2 separate regions of the Anas platyrhynchos genome follow, and region 2 is linked to region 1. Evidence: chromatin contacts called from public Hi-C data. All regions are on one chromosome and are shown on one strand. The core of a region is the stretch at or near the end of the contact, and the rest is flanking DNA. Distances in the headings are between cores, read along the strand shown. Region 1 holds the start of MARCHF5 (membrane associated ring-CH-type finger 5). Region 2 overlaps CPEB3 (cytoplasmic polyadenylation element binding protein 3).

The links. A called contact is a pair of places that touch in the nucleus more often than the background predicts.
Region 2: a Hi-C map of skeletal muscle shows a contact between it and region 1, with 2.6 times the contacts expected there. The contact joins the enhancer-like site here to the promoter of MARCHF5 in region 1. A contact is called at or near these places in 2 of 8 Hi-C or Micro-C datasets (liver and skeletal muscle).

Annotation. Positions count from the first base shown.
Region 1 is chr6:25,233,338-25,237,519 of IASCAAS_PekinDuck_T2T, forward strand. It overlaps MARCHF5 (membrane associated ring-CH-type finger 5), which reads right to left and starts at 2,336. Exons shown (of 6, transcript XM_038181140.2): 1 at 2,040-2,336. The coding sequence starts at 2,083. It overlaps CPEB3 (cytoplasmic polyadenylation element binding protein 3), which reads left to right and starts at 2,350. Exons shown (of 11, transcript XM_072039645.1): 1 at 2,350-2,492.
Region 2 is chr6:25,309,730-25,313,911 of IASCAAS_PekinDuck_T2T, forward strand. The region is part of intron 7 of CPEB3 (cytoplasmic polyadenylation element binding protein 3); the gene reads left to right. Among named protein-coding and RNA genes, the nearest start is that of CPEB3, 76 kb to the left of the region's middle. Within about 2 kb of position 2,207, at least 1 of the 8 cell types and tissues checked has an H3K27ac peak or open chromatin away from gene starts, as enhancers often do.

The sequences.
Region 1 (4,182 bases), core at 1,086-3,585:
TGACACCTGCAGTCTCTCTTCATACCTCCTTTTATGAAGCCTAGGTACTTCGAACTTCTTCCCGCTGTCCTTGTTGTTAAGTCAGTGATACCTTCTAATTATTTTAGATGATCAACTCTGTTACTCCAAATTTAGTAGGAAAAGTCTTCAAAAAGGACCAGAGATACAAACTACAATTTCACAAAGCTGAAAGGATGTAAGACTTTTAAACATACGTCAAACCCCACATATGCATTGGGCATAACAATTACAGAAGAGTGAACTGGTTTGGCCACCAAGTAAAGGAAAGGAATTTAGTTAATCGATGTTCACTTAAATCTTTCATGACTTTTTTTTCCACTGGAATAGACGCCATTTGGTTCTAACGGTTTTTCTATAGCCTGTTGTAACACCATCACAAACAGTGCTTTTGCTAATGCTGGGAAGGCTTTAAAGCCTCTTCCAAGATAGAGGAAACAAGACACTTCTACAAAATGTAAGCTTAAAAAAAGCTGCAAAAACATCACAAAAGATTTGTGATTTCTGCAGCCTTCTGCATGACAGTCCCAAGTACTGTTAAAAATACAAGAGAAAGGCTTCAGTTTTCAGTTAGTCATCACCATTACACTGATTTACTACACAAACAAATACCACCTCACAGACATACCCCAAAATGCTTAATTGGGACTTCGCAATATGATAAAACAGCCATAGACAGTAGGGCATCCATTCAGAATATCCCTGTTTCCTTTGCCTCCAAAATAACAGCATGCTATGTACCATCAGACTACAAACTTCATGATGGAAATGAGTTTTATTTGTTGCAGAATCAATTCGTCTGAGACTATTCTTCCACTCATGATCTTCATTCTTCCCTCTTCCTACATAATAGCTCTGCCATCATCCTCCCCCTTATTTTGTCTTAACCCTCTTCCCTTTTATTCCCTAGATTCACAGAAAAACTCTAACTACTTTCTTGATAATACTTGTAAAACTACCTCCTTCCTGTTGCTTCTTGCAAAAACATTTCTAGTTCCTGACTCCTAGCCTCCTTGACAGTTATTGTTTTAAATTATAAACTCAATTCTCCAGTTTTCCTAAAATAAAGTAAAAAAAATAAAAATATTTCTCTCCCCCACAACAACTCACTTTTATCTTCATTTTGAAAGAAACTGAAATTCCTCATCATCCTCACCTTCCAAGCTGTGCAAGCTCTGCCCCTGCCTCACATAGCTTTATGTCTCCATCATTTGCCTGATGACAGCCTGCACTTCGCTAAATCCTTTTTTCCTTAGGGGTGACCTGAAAAGGAGAAAAAACACCAGGGTTTTTTGCTTCCTTGTGCTTAAAGCTTGACAGGTGTTATCAGCAGAAGACTGACTCCTTGTGGGTCCCCACCTTCTGAAATAGCTGGCTATCACACCTGCTAAATAACAGGTTATTTATTTTGATGTTTATAGAGGAAAGTCTTAAGGGCTTCCTGGATGACTCAAGGCTGTACATCAGGAATCTTAAGCCCTCAGCACAACATGGTGAAAATGCTACATAAGCAGATGAAGCCATAAAGAGAAAACAAGCCTAAGAAGAGTAAACGTCCTTCCTCCCCTAACCTTAAGTCACAGCAGTTTACAGGATGTACCTTTTAACAGCGCTCCAAAAGGCGACCATAATCTTTCTCTAGAGACCATAAAACCAGCAGCACACCACGTGAGGCCGAGGTAAGCCGAGCTCACCTTTGGGTGCTCTCCACCACGAGCACGTCAATGCTTAGCAGGACCTGGGCAGCCTTCCCCAGACCCCCAGCGCCCTTCCATCCCTGCCCTCCTCCTCTGGCCCGAAAGCCTCCAGAGCAACCCTCGCACACCCCGCGGCGACACCGCAGCCCTCCTGAGCCCTAGCGATAACGACACCAGGCCGGCGCCCGCCACATTTCACACTGATTTACGCCAGAGCTTGCCCCACTGCGGGTCCTCCCCGACAGCAGACAGCCCTGCCCCTCGCACCAGCCCCCGCGACCCAAGCTCGTCCCGGGGGTCCCTCAGCCGCCCCCCTCCCCATACCTGTCCATGGTCTGCTGCAGGGCCAGGCCCGGCTGCTCCGACATGGCCGCCCCGGGCCCCGCGGCCCCGACAAAGGCGGCCCCGAGGAAGGGGAACAAGGAGCGAGGAGCCGGAGCCGCCCTCCCGCCGCGCACCGACCTGGGCGGGCCGCGCGCTCAGGGGGCCGGGGCCGCGCTGCCGAGCGCTGAAGAGAGGCGGTGGCGACGCCGACGCCTCTGTGAGGTAAAGGCCGGGCGCAGCCGCACCGCCCGCCGCCACCTCCCTACCGCCGCGCCTGCGCCCTAAGCCGCGGGCAGGGCTCCGGAGGCCCGCCGGGAAGTGTAGTCCTGCCGCCACCCGCCTGCCCTGCGGCCGTTTAAAGGTCCGGCGGGGCGCGCCCCCTGCCCGCCGCCCGCCCCATGCCGCTCCTCGCTGCCGTCGCGTAGTGGCCGCCCGGCACCGCGCGCGGGGCAGGTACGGGCCGCGGGACCGCTCTCGCGTGCAGGTGTGTGCGGGCGGGGGGGGCACGAGGCGGCACTGGCCGCGCGCCCTCCGTAACGGCCCAGCCCCGTGAGGCGGCTCCCGCCCTCCTCGTCCTCGCGCAGCGACCGTTACTCTCCTCAGCGGCTGAGGGGGGCGGCGCAGCCCCGCCGTCTCCTCCTCACCTCACAGCCGTGAGCAGGGCGAGGCCGCCCCTGCGCCCTGGGGAAGGAGGCTCCCCGCCGCCCCGGCAGGTGCAAGGGGCGGGCGGCTCCCGGCCCGGCCCCGGGGTGCGAGGGCTCGGTGGGGCCGGTGGCCGCGGGGCTACCGGCGGCGGGTGTGCTGCCGACCGCGGGGGTCATCCTGAGGTGCTACTAAGTCCGTCGTCACAGGGCAGTTAGAGCATTCCGGATTCTTAGGATGGTCTGTCAGTAACGACCAGCTCTGGGCTTTCCTTTTCAGTTTTATGTGCGTTTATATATTTATATACCCGTGTCTATACATATATTAAATGTTTAGCTCTTGCAGTGAGATCTGCTACATGTAACTAGTTCCTGAAACCTTGTGTAAATGACAAGGTTACTTTGTTACACCACAGTTACTGGACATGGCACTGACTGGCTGCACACCTGCTCTGTGCTGAGGGGAGCAGAATTGGCCTGGTGGCTGGGTGCTGCTCCACGGGCCGGGTAGAACAGCATTCTTCAGCCCTGCTGCCTTCGTGAGGGGAAAACCAGCCCGGTTTGGAGAGTCCTTGGTGAGAGAAAAGTGTTGTAAAAGCGTGCATTAAAAAATGAAGTATTGCTCCATTGTAGATTATAGAATAATACAAATGTAGAGGTTGGTTACACAGTTGGTCCCTCAGCTCAGAATGCATTAGACCTGGTTTTATGTACGTTATTCTGTTTTCCCAACTTGTGCCTGACCTTATTTTTCCCTGATCTTATTTTCTATTTATCCTTTAATAACTGGACTTGGACTTGTAAGCTGTATTATACGTATAGAGTAGGGAAGGTGCTGTTTATTTTCTAATTGCTAGACATAAGCAGGATTGCTAAAGAAGCTATGTTGATGTAAATGCTACTTATAGGAAGAAGACAGCGTGCTGACATCCTGTCCCAGAAACTGTATTTTGTATTTAGTCTTGGGACAGTAAAATTCAATTTTGCTTGCTCTGCTGAGAAGTTTTGGACGTACAGGGGCCTGAATAAACCATATGGGCATGGCTTCCTGGAAGAGAACCTAATGAATGCTTTCCCAATTACAGCTCTTTGTGAAATATAAGAGCAATATTAGGTATCAAAGTTCCCAATTCCCAATCTTTGCAATAAGTCAAGTGTCTACTGGCCAAAGCACTAATCAGATAGGCCAGCCAAATGCTTAGGTTTTATATATTGATTTTTAAACCTTAGAAATCAAAGCAGGGATGCTGGCTTCATAGGACTTTGTGATTTGTGTAATTTCTGTATTTCTGTTCTGGGATTGAGAGGATGTGCTAGCTGCCTGACATTTAGGATAAAGCTGTGAGATCAGGTTCAGCAGTAATGACTGTGAGCAATAGTTACCTGAAGAAATGTAACCAGAATCCAGAATCACCTGGCTACCATGCTGCTTTGCTTTACCTCTGTTGGGTAGGGAGGATTGAGGAGACTGATCAAATCTTGAATATAAAGTCAAATAGTAA
Region 2 (4,182 bases), core at 957-3,456, 76 kb after region 1:
TCTCCATTCAGCAGTGAAGTGAAGAAGAAATACTGGGGCAACAGTCCCCATCTCAAAAACAACGTTTGTCCTTGTGGAGCAAATAGATGTTGTGTTTTGTTTGTTTGTTTTGTTTTGTTTTTGTTTGGTTTGTTTATTGTCTTTCTTTTTGTTTGTGCATGTGTGGTTGTTCTGATTTGTTTTTTAATTTAAATTGAAGTGGAGAAAAACTCCCCAAAAGATATGTGACAATGTAGGAAGTTACTAATTTCTCTATTATTTGTGGTATATTTAGATCATTTGTAGTAAATGGTACGTGTTACTTTCCATTCTGTTGGTAATCTCAGTGATGTGGGCTATTTAACAGTAAAACTGGGATTATGAAGATGTGTAGTTCATTTCATAGAGGCTACTGATCCAGAACCTCAGTTTTGTTCAACTTTTCCATGTGACCTGCTTGCTTTGTTGACTTTTCTTGACATTCATCATCTCTTATTTAGCTATGCATGCTTCATTTAACTACTATGTAGATTCAGGATTCAGGATTTCACAGCTGTGGAACTAAGGATATGGAGTACATACCTTTAATTAAAAGCAAACAAAACCTACCCCAAAACCTGTCTTTAATGTGGCATATGGGAAATTTCTTAAATATCAGATTACTCAGACTCAGTCTAGTACTCATGAAAAACACATAAAAATGAATAAGAGTCTAGTTGTAAGATACAAAACTGTTAACATTTCTTACCTTTTGGGTTTTTAGAGAAAAGAATCAGCTGACAGTGTCATATGCTTCCATTTAAAATTAGACTGCCTAAAAGAAGTCTTTGCAGTCCTGACTAACACATAATTTCACTCTTCTGCAGTAGCTAAGTGAGATTATGGTCGTTTCTATTTTGAGGTTTCTTAAGTATTTAAAGCCTTTGATGTCGTCTTGAAAATCCAGTCATGTCACTGCAATGTATAGAAGAAAGTCTGCGCTTTGTTTTTTTCCAACAACTTGGATTTTTATTTTTTCAAAAATCAGTTTAATTTTTAATAGTCATTTCATCTTTGGATTTAGAAATGTGTTTTATTCATGTTCAAAGCACCTTCTAATAAGATTACTAATGGTGACTTTGAGCAACAACCCTTTGTCATCACATTAACTGATTTAGTAATTTGGTTCATACTGTTTCTGAATGTTCCTTTACTGTGGACTTTAAAACAAGTTTATTCTAAAAGTTCTAGTAAATACAAATGTAATTAAATTTAAAGATATTTTAAAAAATCTAGGGGGGGGGAATGCTATTGATATTTCATGATAAAATTACATCCATTAAAGCTACTTTTTTGAGGTAGCCCTTTCAACCACAGAAAATAAACCCACAGATATGAAACTACAATATTAACTTTCTTTGCAAGTTTAAGTCCATCTTATTTTTTTTTATATAATAATGTGAGGCAGATATGTATTGAAATACATTATGAGATCTTAGGTGCATGGTAGATTTTTTTTTATTGTAATCTTGTAAACTATAAAACATCAGAAAAGAATCAGAAAAGACACTGTGTAAACTTTTAAAAGACAAAATGAAAGAAAGTTTACTTCAAAGGTAGTTTAACTTTTTTTAAAGTTTAAGTGGTCTTTCCATTCTGCATATGAGATAAATAGATGTGACTACAAAAGGCTGTCCTGGCTTACTATGCAGTATGTAGAGAGAAGAGAAAGTGCTCCTCTTCGTGTTCTTAGTTTCACTGCCCACCACCGGTGTTATAAAACTGAGAACACACATGAATGTGTTGAATATTATTTCTATATCTTATTTTGCAAGTGGGCTGGATTTTGGAAATAATGTACTTGAGATCAATTACATAAGAAATTGATAGGTGATATGCAGACCTCTGCCATGCATATGTATTCAAATACTCTTTGACCTTGTGTATAATTATTCATCACTAGCCTAGACAATGCTTGCAAAAATATATTTTCCAGACTATAGTAGCATCATACGGTAGTTTCAAGCATAACTTGCATTTCAAATGACAATCTTGTTTAAAGCTTGTGGGACACAGTGCATATGCCAGATTTTCTTGTTTGTTCTCAGCAAGGTTAAGTGAAATTAGACCAACTGGACAAAATATCCTTTCATATGGAAATTGTGTTGCTGTTTAGATGTCAGAATGGCACATGTACAAAGCAGCTCAGTTCTTGTACTGCTTTCCATAAAATAACAAATCCTTGAACTCAAGGATGAGGAGCTTGTTGGCTGTGCCTCAGAATCTAAGGCAATTAATTTTCTCTTCATCTTCTCTCTGCTGTACCCCTTTAGAAGTTGTAGTGACATATAGCAAAATATGCTGTTGTCCTTCTCCAGTGGATTGCAAAGTGCAATGTATATTGTCAGCACTACAATGATGTTGTACCAATAGCCAAAAGAAGGAGCTAGATTGTTTCTGCTCTGCCAAGAAGCTATCTATCTGTGTATATAGGATATTCTACTGTTGTCAAGTATCTTGCTATTTTCTGGGGTTTCAAATAACTTGCCTAGTTTACTTTGTCAGGAGTAGGCTCCTGAGCCCTTAAGCTTGAGTGCCTGCTCAGATGAGAATAGGTCACTGGTAAGGTTTGTCTGTAACATGCAGTCATGCTACAGCATGCTACCAAAATTCATCAGTTCTCTTTCTTTGACAGGGGGAGTTGGTGGGGTGTGGAACAAAACAACAGAAAACCAACTATGCTTTAAGTATCTTTCTTGTCCATATAAGCTTCTACATGAGCCCTTTATCATTTGAACTTCTGTTATTTAGTTATTTTTCATGTCAGTGTAACCTTCGTTAATCTTCAGTATCAAAAGTCCTTGAATAATGAGAACAGATGTGCAATCACCACATTTTGAAGTAATGCTGAGCACCATGTATACTTTGCTGGTCCAGCCTGCTTGCTTGTCTAGATTAACAGAAGACTGCTGCCATAATCTATTTACCTGTCTGACTTCAGAGTCAGGCAAATGTGTTCCAGTCACAGAGGTCCAGAGGAATGAGGAGGTATTAACTTACTAAACTAAAACTCACAGCTGGTGTTAGCCTCAGGTTAGAAAAATTAATTCATACTAATTTGGACTGTAATCTAGCAGCCAAAGTTTAAATAATTTTATCTGGTTCATAATTGTGATCATATCATTTAGTGTATCCAACAATGCCTGTCAACTCCAGCTACCACAGAGGTAACCTCTTACTATGACCCAGAAAAACCTGGAAAAGCTTCATAGAAGAAAGAAGCATTCCAAGCTGTTGTCTGCATTTTTGCCAAGTAATTAGCCAGAATTTCCCAATTTCGATTTTGACTTTATGCTAAACAAAATTCAGAGATTTCGCTGGTTTAAGATTTATAAAAGGCTGGAATAGACAAAAATTCTGCTTTTTGGAGTTCAAATCTTGTGGTCTGCTCAGAAGATAAAGGTTTAAATATATTGTATAAATCCTTTCAAAATATACGTAAATGTATTATTATTTGAATTTCATAGTACTAGAATGATCTGTACTGCATCTTCTGTAAATCTGTCTCACAAAACATGTAAAATATAAGTCAGGGATTGGGGCAGAACTATGAAGTATGCTCAGTTGGTTTTGGAGGTGTAATGCTCTGGTAGTCTTTGCTAAGGGTCTGGTTTTCTTACTAGGATGTTTTATAAGGCTGAAAAAGAAACTTTAATTTCTGTGCTGAAACTATAATTTATACAAAGTTGTTGTTCTGATTATGAAATTTAATCAGAAGGGATGGTATGGAGTAAGGAAGATGTAGCAAGTGCATAGATGGAAAATAAAATGAATCCGTAAGTGGTAGCAGAATTATTTTTGTACTCAATTTAATTAGTTTTATAAAGTCTAAAACTAAGATGTTGAAGTGCACTTATAGCTTTAGGGAACTGTTTTAAGAGAATTACATCTCCCAGAGAGGAAACCAATGCTTTTACTTAGGTAGTATTTCACTTCTTATTTGGACTGTATCTTTAATCTACCCCAATGCTAGGTATGCAAGTTCCAATTTTGCTAGCAAGTGTGTTGATCAAACTTTTTTTTCTTGGGTAGGTCAGTCTTTCTAGGTATGTCGTAGGCTCTAGTTATATTGTTAACACAGGATTTTTTTGTCTTTTAAAACAACCAACCCCACAAAATTTAATGTTCCATGAGAAGTCCCATAGGGCTAGAAATAGTAGAGTA